3 separate regions of the Sus scrofa genome follow, and regions 1 and 3 are each linked to region 2. Evidence: chromatin contacts called from public targeted proximity ligation data. All regions are on one chromosome and are shown on one strand. The core of a region is the stretch at or near the end of the contact, and the rest is flanking DNA. Distances in the headings are between cores, read along the strand shown.

The links.
Region 1: a contact with region 2 is called in a targeted proximity ligation map of skeletal muscle, with 4 times the contacts expected there. A contact is called at or near these places in 1 of 5 promoter capture datasets (fetal skeletal muscle), 5 of 47 Hi-C or Micro-C datasets (embryonic fibroblasts, fetal skeletal muscle, mesenteric adipose tissue and 1 more) and 2 of 2 datasets of targeted methods (alveolar macrophages and skeletal muscle).
Region 3: a targeted proximity ligation map of skeletal muscle shows a contact between it and region 2, with 2.8 times the contacts expected there. A contact is called at or near these places in 1 of 47 Hi-C or Micro-C datasets (embryonic fibroblasts) and 2 of 2 datasets of targeted methods (alveolar macrophages and skeletal muscle).

The regions. Positions count from the first base shown.
Region 1 is chr5:69,798,886-69,803,055 of Sscrofa11.1, reverse strand. All of the region lies in intron 2 of BCL2L13 (bcl-2-like protein 13), which reads right to left. Among named protein-coding and RNA genes, the nearest start is that of BCL2L13, 22 kb to the right of the region's middle.
Region 2 is chr5:70,122,662-70,126,741 of Sscrofa11.1, reverse strand. All of the region lies in intron 2 of MICAL3 (F-actin-methionine sulfoxide oxidase MICAL3), which reads left to right. Among named protein-coding and RNA genes, the nearest start is that of MICAL3, 8.3 kb to the left of the region's middle.
Region 3 is chr5:69,652,168-69,656,226 of Sscrofa11.1, reverse strand. The region is part of intron 1 of LOC100737051 (cat eye syndrome critical region protein 2); the gene reads right to left. Among named protein-coding and RNA genes, the nearest start is that of ADA2, 100 kb to the right of the region's middle.

The sequences.
Region 1 (4,170 bases), core at 1,411-3,910, 320 kb after region 2:
TTTTAGTAAGTATTCAAGTTAGACTTGACAAATACTGCTCTAGACAACCCAAATAATTACAATCATTCTATCTACTGAACAGTACAGACTACATGGTTCACTTATTCATTCAATAACAAAAACTAATACCCCAAATGATACCATACTGGACCAGTAAGTAAGAAACCACACACGCACACACACAAAATTTTTTTTTCCGGGCCACACCCAAGGCATGGCAGTTCCCAGGCTAGGGGTCAAATTAGAGCTATAGCTGCCAGCCTACACCACAGCCACAGCAACTCAGAATCCAAGTCACATCTTCAACCTACACCACAGTTCATGGCAACGCCAGATCCCCAACCCACTGAGCAAGGCCACAGATCGAACTTGCATCCTCATGGATACTAGTCAAGATTAGTTTCCACTGTGCCACAACAGGAACTCTCAGATTTTTAAAAAACAGACAAATTCCAAAATAATCACAAAGGTAGTTTTCAGGATCTAGTGTTACCACATTCCCCAGTTATCCTGCAGATTAGGGGACAGTTCGAGCAAGGACAGATTTGAAAGAGAAAAATGCAAAGAAAATCCAAAGAAGACCCACTCAAAGTCTGGGTTCATAGTGCTCAGGATCAAACATGTCCTGTTTCTGACAGAAAGAGAAAAAAAAGAAACAGTACACATCCTCAGAAAGAAAGAATTGTGAGCCACAATTTGGGATTGGGTTAGGTCAATCTGTCTTGAAAAGCTGATTTGAGATGATTATACTCCCCAAACTCATCTACAGATTCAATGTAATCCCTATCAGAATTCCAGTTGTCTTTCCAGAAATGGACAAGACAAGCTTAAAACACATACAGAACTGCAAGAGACACAAAAGTCAAAGCAACTTTTAAAAATAATAAGGTTGAGGCACAGGGAGCTATTATCTCACTTGTGATGAAATGTGATGGAGGATAATTTGAAAAAAGAATACACATATATATATACATCTATATATTATGTAATTGGATCACTTTGCTGTACAGCAGAAATTGACAGAACATCATAAATCAACTATAATAAAAAATAAATAAATAAATAAGGGGAGTTCGCATCATGGCTCAGCAATAATGAACCCAACCAGGATCCATGAGGATGCAGGTTCAATCCCTGGCCTCGCTCAGTGGGTTAAGTATCCAGCATTGCCAGCATTGCTGTGAGCTGTGGTGTCGGTCGCAGACATGGCTTGGTTCTGGCATTGCTGTGGCTGTGGTGTAGGCTGGCAGCTACAGCTCCAATGCAACCCCTAATCTGGGAACTTCCACACGTCACATTTGGGGCCTTAAAATGACAAAAGAAAAAAAAAAAAAAAAAAAAGAGTACAGTTGAAGTTTTCGTATTTCACAATTTCAAAATTTATTACAGGAGTTCCTGTTGTGGCTCAGCAGATTATGAACCTGACACAGTCCATGGGATGAAGGTTCCATCCCTGATCTCACTCAGTAGGTTAAGGATCCGGTGTTGCCCAAAGCTGTGGTGCAGGTTGCAGATGAGGCTTGCATGTGGCATTGCTGTGGCTGTGGTGAAGGCCTCAGTTGCAGCTCCAATTCAACCCCTAGCCCAGGAACTTCCACATGCCCCAGATGTGGCCAAAAAAACCTCCCAAAAAACACAGAAAACAAGTGTTGATGAGGGTGTATAGAAACTGGAACCCCTGTGCATTGCTCATAGAAATGTCAAGTGATGCAGCTACTGTGGAAGAAAGTATGGCATGTCCTCAAAAAAATTAAACACAGAATGACCCAGCAATTCTACACCTGGGTTTGTGCCCTAAAGAACTGAAAGCAGAAGCTCAAGCAGATTATTTGTACGAATGTTTACAACAGCATTATTCACAACAGCCAAAAGGTAGAAAGAATCCAATGTCCATCAGCAGATGAATGGAAAAACTAAATGTGCCTTACGCATACAATGGAGTATGATTCAGCCTTAAAAAGGAATAAAACTCTGAAACATGCTACAGCACGGATGAACCTTAAAGACATTATGCTAAGCAAAATAAACCAGACAAAAAAGAACAAATGTTATGATTCCACTCAAATGAGATTCATATAGACAGAAAGTAGAACAGTGTTTGCCTAGGGAGGAAGGGAAGAATGGGAGGTTAGTGTTTTAATGACTGAATCAACAACAAGCCAGCATCACAGTGACATGTATTTAATAGCCACATTACTAATTAATAGACATAAACTTACTCTCCTTCCTAACCTAAGAAATGTCTTATTATTAAAGCCCTATTAATGACTACATCAAGGTGTTCTACATTAATATATGCAAAGTTTTTTGTGGGTTTTTTTTTTTTTTTTTGGGCTACTCCCACAGCACTCAGAAGTTCCTAGGTAAGGGATCAAACCTGCACCATAGCAGCCACCCAAGTCACAGCAGTGACAAAGCTGAATCTTTAGCCTGCTTGGCCACACAGGAACCCCAATACATGCAAAGTTGAACACCACAAGCTATTATTTGGTATCACATATGCAAGCCAGGAGGACTTCTACAAGTCACAGTATATAATCTTGAACATATTCAGCACAAACTAACACAGTCTTGGAAGAGTTGACAACTTCTGGAATAGTATAGAGTTAACTATTTATGGAAGAGCATGTACCAAGCACATGACTCATTCAGGAAAATATGAAAGACATTTAATGTGACAAGAATCTTGAGTCACGAATAGAGTTACCTCCTTTAGCCTCTTCTTCTCACACCTATTGCTTCATGAACTTGAAACCAAACCCTATCCACTTTACAGCAATGAATGCTATGGCAGATCCTATTTATAATGCATGGCAAAGAAGTGAGTTCTACATCACATTTTCATTTTAGATAGCAAATAGGATAGCAAAGCAGCAGACACAGCAATTAGAACCTAATTTTTCCCTCTAAGAAGTTAGCATACATATGTTTGTATTTAAGTATAAATACTCTGTACTTATGCTTAAGAAAACAATATAAAGAAATTTCAAAAACAAAATGAAATACAAACATCAAAGCAGGTAAACTCCTCAGGTCCTATAACATTCAGATAGGAAAAAATTGACCTATATAGATTTATGTAATTACTTAAAGGTCCTTACAAATTTAGTAAATCCCAGGAGTTGAAAAAGCTTGGTTTTTGTGGAGCGTGGAGTTTGTTACAGTTAAGACCATAAATAAATAGCTGGGGGGGAGTTCCCGTTGTGGCACACTGGTTAACGAATCTGACTAGGAACCATGAGGCTGCGGGTTCAGTACCTGGCCTTGCTCAGTGGGTTAAGGATCTGGTGTTGCTGTGAGCTGTGGTATAGGTTGCAGACGCAGCTCAGATCCTGCGTTGCTGTGGCTCTGGCATAGGCCAGTGGCTACAGCTTTCATTCAACCCCTAGTCTGGGAACCTCCATATGCTACAGGAGCAGCCTTAGAAAATACAAAAAAAAAAAAAGCTGGAATTTAACTTGATGGGAAATTATGCATTTTAGGATGAGCCACTCATCCCATCTTGCCCAGGATTTTCCCAGTTTTACAGAAGCCTCGACAAACTGGACAGCTGGTCACTCTAATATGTATACAGGCGAGATATGTTAATTAGGACAGTCTAGTCTATACTGCAGTAATAAAGCCAGGAATTTCAGCAACTTAATCCAAAAGCCAATCTCTTGCTTGTGTTCCATCTTTGACCTGGGGAACTGGAGGCAAGGAAACCACATCACAGTTTCTTAGCAACCCTGCCTGATGGTGGTCCTTAGGAGCAAATATCTCCCCTTAAATCCACACACACCACTGGAGGATTTAAAGTAGCTCACTTCGTGGTTTTTCATTCATGCAACTAATCCAACATGTAGTCCTAATCATTCACAAAAATCTTTCTGTTTTTACTCAAATATGTTCAAAATATTTCTCCTCCACTATTAGAGAGAAGCTAAGTGTTATCATAGAAACAGCATGGCAATTCAAACACCTAGAAAACACTCTCTGGCCCTTCCATCTTGCATGGCCCCGGGGCAACTTCCAAACCCTCTCAGGTTCAGTGCCCTCAACTCCCCAACAGCCAAACAGCGTATGAAGGGCGAGTGGCGCATAGGAAGTGCCCAAGAATCCGGTAGCCCACTGCTAATCTTGTCTGGAATTCCATCCAGTGAAAATTTAGAGAGTACTCCGTATTAATCT
Region 2 (4,080 bases), core at 327-2,826:
AGAGTAAAAATAATTCAAACAAGACCAAAAAGTACAAGAGAGTAAGAATCACCTGAGGTCCCACCATCTGTAAATGACACTCTGCCCTCTTGAGCACTGCCCTCCCTCAGAAACCAGCATGCGTGGGTAGTGAGGCATGTTTGCATGGCCTGTGACCCAAGTACGGTGTGTCACATCTACAACACAGGACTAAGTCATCCTGCTCTTACTACTGACAACCTGCATGTTTCTAGCTCTTTGCAGTAAAAAGCAGTTGACCTCCTTGATCCCACGTAACCTGAGTCCTGGAGGAGACCTCTGGGTTCGGGGTCAGGGTTGGGGGTGGGGTGGCAGGGTGTGCAGTTCTCTTCTCTCTGTGCTCAGTTCTAATCACCCCTCATAGTTAGGGTACAAACTGTCGTACTTTACAGCCTAGAAAGCGCCTCTACATCATTGTAGTTGTCACAGAGCGAGATGATGAAAAGTGAGACAAGCAGTCACAGTGTGATGCTAGCGCACTGAGAGTCGCCATGGCACATACAAAGGCCCTGACAGCCACGTTTACTGAGAAGCAGCAGCGCCAGGACCACTGCCTGCTCTCGTAGCCTCACCTTCCCCACCCTAGAGAGAATATGCCTGCAGTTCAGAGAAGCCAAGTAGACTTGATCACACGTCCACTGCAAACCCTGGAGGGATTCTGGTCTAGAAGTGCCTGACCTCACAGCCCCTGGTGAGGCACCTGACAAAACTCTGACCATTTTGTCATCTCCACTTCAGAGATGAGGAGACCAAGGTCAGAGGGTGAGTGATTTGCCCAAAGATCTAGAGCCAGGATTCTAACCATTTGATTCTGAGCCGCTGCTCCCACCACCAGGCACCTGTCCCTTTCCTCTTACAGAGCTCTTCTCTCTAGAGAAGAGGGTTCTTACTAAGATCTTTCCTGCTGCTCTGAAACCCTATCCCTTCTTCAAAGGGAGCAAAGGTCGGCAGAGAGTGAGCTCGTGGCCACACCAGGCGCAAGTCGTGGAGCTCAAAGCAGACCCAAACTATCCCTTCTTGTAACTTTCTTGTACTTTGGGGACAGGGCAGAATTGGTCTGTCTCATCCATTCCTTTCAGAGAGGAGGGAGAGAGTGCCTTTATTCTTGGGGGTATGAAACTAGAGATGATGAAACAAAATGGAATGAGATGCAGAGGAACCACTTAAATGCAGGGTGGGTGAAAGGCACATACCAGGAATTAAACGCAGCATCTTTTCTGGCGTGTAGGCAAAGGGTTGGTTTGTGAAGGCAATTAGGTGATCAAAATTAATATTTTCCTCTTTAAAGATAACAATTTTTATTTATAAAGCACTCCTTGCTGGACCGAGCTCAAAGCATTTACTGAGTGCTGGCTAATTACCCCACCCAGTAAACAATCTGGCAGGTAGGAAAAGAGAGATAATGCTCCCCATTTGCAGGTGGGTGCTACTGTGCTCAGAGCCAGCCCCCAGAGACTCAAAAATAGAAGGCGCGCCTCCCACCCACTGCTTCCACACGTCCTCCTGAGAAAGGACAGCCCCCTTGCTGGCCACCGCTCAGGAACTACAGCTCCCAGCAGACACCGGGAGGGGACGGCTGTGCTCCCCGTGCACAGTCCAGATTCCCAAATATGGAGAAGGACTGGGCTTGGGGAGAGGAACCCAGCGTTCACCCTGCAGAGAGGGAGGGAGGATGAGGTAAGTTTGGAACATTTAACTCTGTCACCTAAACGTCTGCCTGGGCTTTGAAATACAGCAGCCACAGTCATGGTCTCTAATAAATCTTTCTGGAAGCTCTCACCCTGAAATCAAGCATGTAGCTCAACAGAGCCCTGTTCTCACCCTGAGGTTGGATGTGTGCTGATGGGGGCTGCAGCCCTAGGCGGTCACACACCCTCTCTGAGTCCGACCAGTTCAGAAAGTGATGTTGGCAGCAGTGGGAAAGGAATCTGAGTGGAAAACAGCTCTTTAGCCATGGGAGCAGCACTCCAGGGGCAGGGCTGGCAGCCAGGCAGAAGGAGAGCCAGGAGGACAAGGGTTACCCTTTCTGCCACAGAGGCTGCTGAGCCCACCTGGCAGGAAAAGCATGAGAGGTCTCTCTCCTGTTCTGTCTTCACTCTGTCAACAAACATTGATGAAAGCACCTCTGCTGGAACATGTGGGCTGGACACTGTGGAGGAGATACATCGCCCGGACCAGATCTCTGTCCTCAGGACACTTATGACAAGGTGGGGGAGGGGCAGGCACTTAAGCAGTGTGTTATTAATGCTTTCCATCAAGCGCTGTCACCCGGCTGCTGCCATGTGCCAGGCACTTGGACTCTGATGGGGAGGAAGCTCCTTCTCAGGTAGATTGACGTTCTGGTTGCCCTGGGTATCTGGGGTTGCGTCCTCCAAGCAGAGGGAACAGCAGGTGCAGGGCTGGGAGGTGGACGTGAAAGTAGTGAGTTGAGCACAGGCGGGGGGCCAAAGGGGCCAGAGGAGGGCAGGAGAGGAGGAAGCTAGTCACAGAACCAGGCCCGGAGGGGTCACGCAGAGCCGGCTAAGGATGAGAAGCCAGCATTTCATTCCAGTCCCAACCAAAGCACTGTTGTTGGGCGGTGGTTTGATGTCATGTGCTGTAAAGTGCTGGACGAGGGCAACAGACTCTAAAGGAATTTGGGAAGGAGAGGAGCGATGCCCCTGAGCTGGCTGCACAGGGGAGGCTCCCCAGCAGAATGGGAGGCTGAGCATCCGTCGTCGAACAGGAGCAAGGACGACACCTGGCATGCCCAGATCATTAACCTGCCGCAGGTGTGGTCCCACGGGGGCAGCGGGTGGGAGGCTGGAGCAGGGAAGGTCCTGGAGCTCAGTAATGGGGATGCTGTTCACAGGCTCCAGTGTCCAGTCAAGAACCTAGTCTTCTCCAGGGGCCAACATTTTCCTCTTAAAAGACTTGCTACTCTGAAGGCTTTGAGTTCCGTGTTGAAATCCGGGTGACTCCCAAGGGCCCCCTTTACATCGTGTCATATGTGAAAGGTGCACAGGTGAAGGGTGCCCTCAGGATGCCCACAATGAGGTGCTGGCCCGAATTCTGGAGGACAGAGCACCAGCTTTCTATCAGGGGGCATGGAGTGCTTAGCGCCTCCTTCACTGGGAAGACCGAAGCCCCTGGAGCTGGCAGCAGAGGAGAAAGGGTTGAGGAGAGTCGTGGGGTGGAAGAGAGAGTGGAAACGAGAGGGGCTGAAAGAGGAGGCTGTGAAAGAAGCACTGAATCTGGGTCCTCCAGGTGGCTAGTGGAAGGGAGGAGTACGAGATCAGGAGGAGGAGCCCCAAGGGGCTGGGATCCCTCTCCGCGGGTGCCTGTCACGGTGCTGTGGTCTGCGGCTAGCAGCCCAATCAAGCCATGCTCTGGGGGATCATGAAGACCCTGCCCCTGAGACAGACAGTCAGCCTGATGACCAGTTACTGGACAGCAGGATAAGCTGTTGTCTGCACTCAGTACCTCCCCAGGGGCCTCATCCTGACCGTTCCTTTTCCACCTGGATTCAGGGGAACTGTGGTGCTGTCCCAACAGGTCAAAGCAGACTAAACTCAAAAGCAAACAACATTTCCAGCCATGCCCTCCTCTCCCCCAATCCCCAGTAGACAAAGAGAGCTCGCCTGAGTGGGGACAGCAGGATGTCGTGCACGCAGTGCAGTTCCCCAGGTGTTTGGGAGTGGGGTGTCATTTTAAAATCTTGGTAATAGGAAGCAGCAGTAAGTCAGCCCCTGGGCTGTCATACCGAGGTGCCACAGCCCCTCGGACGTGGGAGCCCCCTGCCCAGATTCTGCAGTGTTACCTCCCCTCCCCTCACTGTCCTCCAGGCCCACATGGTAGCCCCTTACTTCCTGCACTAAATGCAGCTGGCATCCCCCTGCAGACACAGCAGTGTGCCCTGCCCCAGACGCCCACTGCTAAGAACCAGGGAGAACTTTGCGATTTCACTGTAGTGGTCTCAGGTATGTGGAAGTGGGCCATCCACACCGAGAAGCTCTGGCCTCCTAAGTGCAAGCTCTGAGGTGGGTGCAGCTTTGACAGAGCCATGGCCCCTGGGGCTCATCT
Region 3 (4,059 bases), core at 862-3,361, 470 kb after region 2:
ATTCGTTAACCACTGCGCCATGCCATGACGGGAACTCCTTACTTCAATGTTCTAAAGTTTTTACACTCAACTTTTTTTTTTTTTGTGAGGAAAGGTACTGTTTTTTTAAATTTTGACATTTACTTAAGTTTTCTTTTTGAGAAAAAAAATAAAATTGGAACCAGAGTACCAATGTCCTGGATTTTACTAGATAAGTAGAAAAGAACCACCCAGTCCAAGTCTTCAATTCTGTGTATCCTGTCTCTATACTGAACAATCTATCTAGTGTGACAATTACTTTCAGCAAAACCCAGCTTTTACATCCCATGTCCATTACATCACATTCTTGTACTCAGGGGAGGCCCAGATGGTCTTTCACACTGGATCAGACAGCAGGAACTGATGGACTCGCTCCAAAGTGCTGAGCCACCATCTGTAGCCTTCTGTTAATCCTCCCTGTCTCATCTGTCCCATCCCCAGTCCTTTTTATATACCCATTGCACAAGTGAACAAGATGTGCCCTCCAGGTGTCTCTTTCCATAAGGCAGGTAGAACTATAATATTAATTCTCAAAGCAATGCCTTCACATTATTCTATTAGTCCAAAAACATTACCATGCTTTGTGTTAAAAGCTATGGAAGGTACTGAAAGAGTACAATACATGGTCCCTGATTATAAAGAACTGAAGAGTCCAAATAACAAAACAGAACCCATGAACACAAAACAATGAGGAAATGATTCAGTATTTCTGCTAGGCTTGGATCTCGTTTCCAATCCCAATCGTGCCGACTGCCTTACTGTCTGATCTTGGGACCTACTTTTAAGTCCTCATCTGTATAGCTAAACCTAGATTATCCTAACATCCTTTACAGCTCTTCCACAGTTCTAGAAACAACCAACCAGGAAAAGGAAAGATAAATGTGGGCTTCTAGAATGTGTTACAAATTTCCTATGAGAAGACAACTGAGATCAAAAACCAAGTCAATCTGGCAAGGGAAACAATTTCCCATCTTATTACACAAGCAGAGGGATCTGAAAGCAAATGAAAGAAAAGCGTATTTTCCTCCATTAAAGAAACCCTGCAAGAGGCTTATTACGGAAACAAATCTGTTGTCAGTAAAGGAGAGTGGTGACAGAAAAATAAAAATGTTTGAAGGAACATTTACTGAGTGTCTACCCATTCTGTGTGAAGTAGCTCTTTATTAGGCACAATTAAGAATACAAACACAAATTAAACACAGTCCCTGGTTTGAGAAGTTTATTTCATTCCTTCATTCAACAAGTATTTACTGAACATCTACTATATACACAGATATAGGACATATTCCAGGTACTAAGGGTTCAAGAATAAATAGGATAGACAGGAAACTCGCAGTCTTAAGGAGTAAAGAGATAGTAAAGTAAAATATAAAAATGTAACTGCAGCAAAAGAAAACTGAAAAGAGTAGTATGACAGTGACAGGAAAAGAGGCAGGGCTACTCTAAACTGGGTGACCATGAACAGCAGAATGTGTAATGGGGAATCACTGTATTCCTCTCTCTACAATATTCACTTTAAATTTCTAGAACAAGCCACAGATTAGATAGGATGATCAGCGAAGGTTTCATGAAGTGACATCTGAGCTGAGATTTGAAAACCAGTAACAAGGTATGTTGCCCTATGCCTTTCAGATAGAGAGAACAGCTGGTGCAAAGGCCTTGAGGAGTTTGGAGTCTTTATGAGAAAAAAAAAAAAAAAAAAAAAAGGCGAGAGTCTGGGAGAGAATGGTACAGGCCAGGCTATGAAAGCAGAAAAGATTCTGTGGGGACCCTACTACACAATGGTAAGGAATTCAGGACTTATTCTAAATGCAAGCAGCAGCCTTTGGAGAGTTTGAAGCAGGCCTAAGAATATAAGAATATACTTGCACTTGGTTTGGGATTTTTCTTTTAATTACAAAGTAATAGAAGTTAGGTGCTAAATTAGGTAACCCCAAATACATTTATGTTTAGTAGCGGGATGAATTTACCTCCTTAATTACTTTTTTGGCGGGTCTTTTTAGAGCTGCACCTGCAGCATTTGGAAGTACCCAGGCTAGGGGTCCAATCGGAGCTGTAGCTGCCAGCCTATGCCACAGTCACAGCTAGTCACGGGCTTAGGTCAGATAAATGATTTGCCCCAATCACTGACAGTAGAAAAGAACAGGGGACCCAGATGCCACATCTGCTCTCCTGACTTCTGTCCAGTCTTATTTTCCTAAGCACCACAAAAGAGCCAACATAAAAACAACGTGGAATCCACAGAGGCAGAAGCAGACAAGCTGCCAGAGCTGGGGCAGGGGTGGAGAGTGCTGTCAGAAGGGTTAGGAAAACGTCTTGGAACAGAGACGGCGGTTGCGCAACGTGCTGAATTTACTGAATGACCTGTAGTGGACACTTTAAAATGATGAATGGTTAACTTTGCGTTATGTGAATTTTACCTTGATTTTTTAAAAATGAAGTTGAAAAGAACGAGAAATAACAGTTGATGATGAAATAAAGCAGCGTTTTGGAGATTCCTGTTCTAATCAAAACTCAAGATAAAATGAATGCAGACCAGGGTTTCTGAAGCCCAGCAGTACTGACATTTTGAGCTAGAGGACTGCTTTGTTCTGGGGACTGAAGGATATCTAGCCTCTACCCACTGGATACTAGGAGCCCCCCTCCCAAGTTGTGGCAACCAAAAATGTCTCCAGACACTGCTGAAGACCTCTAGGGGCATGCCATGCCTGCTGAGAACAGCAAGAACCGACTTTTCTGCATCTTCATTTCCTCAGCCACCAGGTACTCGTCATCTTATCCAAGGTCCCTTTCAATCCTGAAATTCAAGTCCACAGTTTATTCACCGCCTGTGATTTATAATCCAGTACAGCCTTCTCTTTCATCACCCTTACTCTGTGTCTCACAAGGTTGTTGCATGGATATGACAAAATAACCAAGGAATTGCTTGTACAGGGAAACCTCCTCAAAGACAGAAAAATGGCCATCCAAAAGAAGTGTTGGTACAGAAGCTTTTCCATTAAGACTTAAAAAAAAAAAAAAAAAACGGTTAATGGAAGAATATTCAAGTTTTCAGAGGACTATAGTTTCAGAACTGGTATTATTTTTTGGTGTTTTTGCTTTTTTGGGCCATGCTTGTAGCCTGTAGGAGCTCCTGGGCCAGGGACTGAACCTGTACCACAAGCTGTAACCAGAACCACAACAGTGGCAATGCCAGATCCTTAACCCAATTAGCCACCGGAGAACTATTTTTTGTTTTATTTGTATTTAATAAGCTTCTTGAATAAGGTTCTTCTCTTGAAAGTGACTGAAACATCTTTATCTCAGAGTTTTCAAAAGATTTTAGGCTCCTTTATTTTCATTTAAGATTATTCCAGGCATACTGGGCAATAAAGAGTTAAAGTAATTAGTTCTGTGTGTCCTCTAAGACTTACAAGCAACTTCACTTAATGACTAAGTAGCCAATCAGGTAATCCCTGGCTGGTTAGTGTGCTAATGAAATGAGGTCTTTCAGTTGAGAGCTGTCATCCCAATCCGGAGATTGCTCCTCAGCTAGAAAAGATGGCAGGACTTCCAAGGACCCACACTATGAATCTGGGGAAAGAGAAATGGATCCACTTCATATTTCACCCTTTTGTACTCAAAGATACAAAAGTTCCTGAACTGACATTTATAGAACACTCCAGCCAACAAAAGCTGAACACACATTCTTTTCATGTACACATGGAACAGTTAGCTCAGAAAGACTACCTGTGGTCCACAAAACAAGTTTCAATAAATTTTAAAGGATGCAAGCCATATAAAGCATGCTGTCTACAGCAGAAATTGACAGAACACTGTAAATCAACTATAATTAAAAAAAATTTTTTTTAAATAAAAAAAATAAAACTATAGGATTCAAAATGGGAGGAGAAAAAAAAAATGTATCTTGGAGTTCCTGTCATGGCTCAGCAGTAACAAATCTGACTAGTATCCATGAAGACGTGGGTTCAATCCCTGGCCTTGCTCAGTGTGTTAAGGATTTGGCGTTGCCACGAGCTGTGGTGTAGGTCACAGATGGGA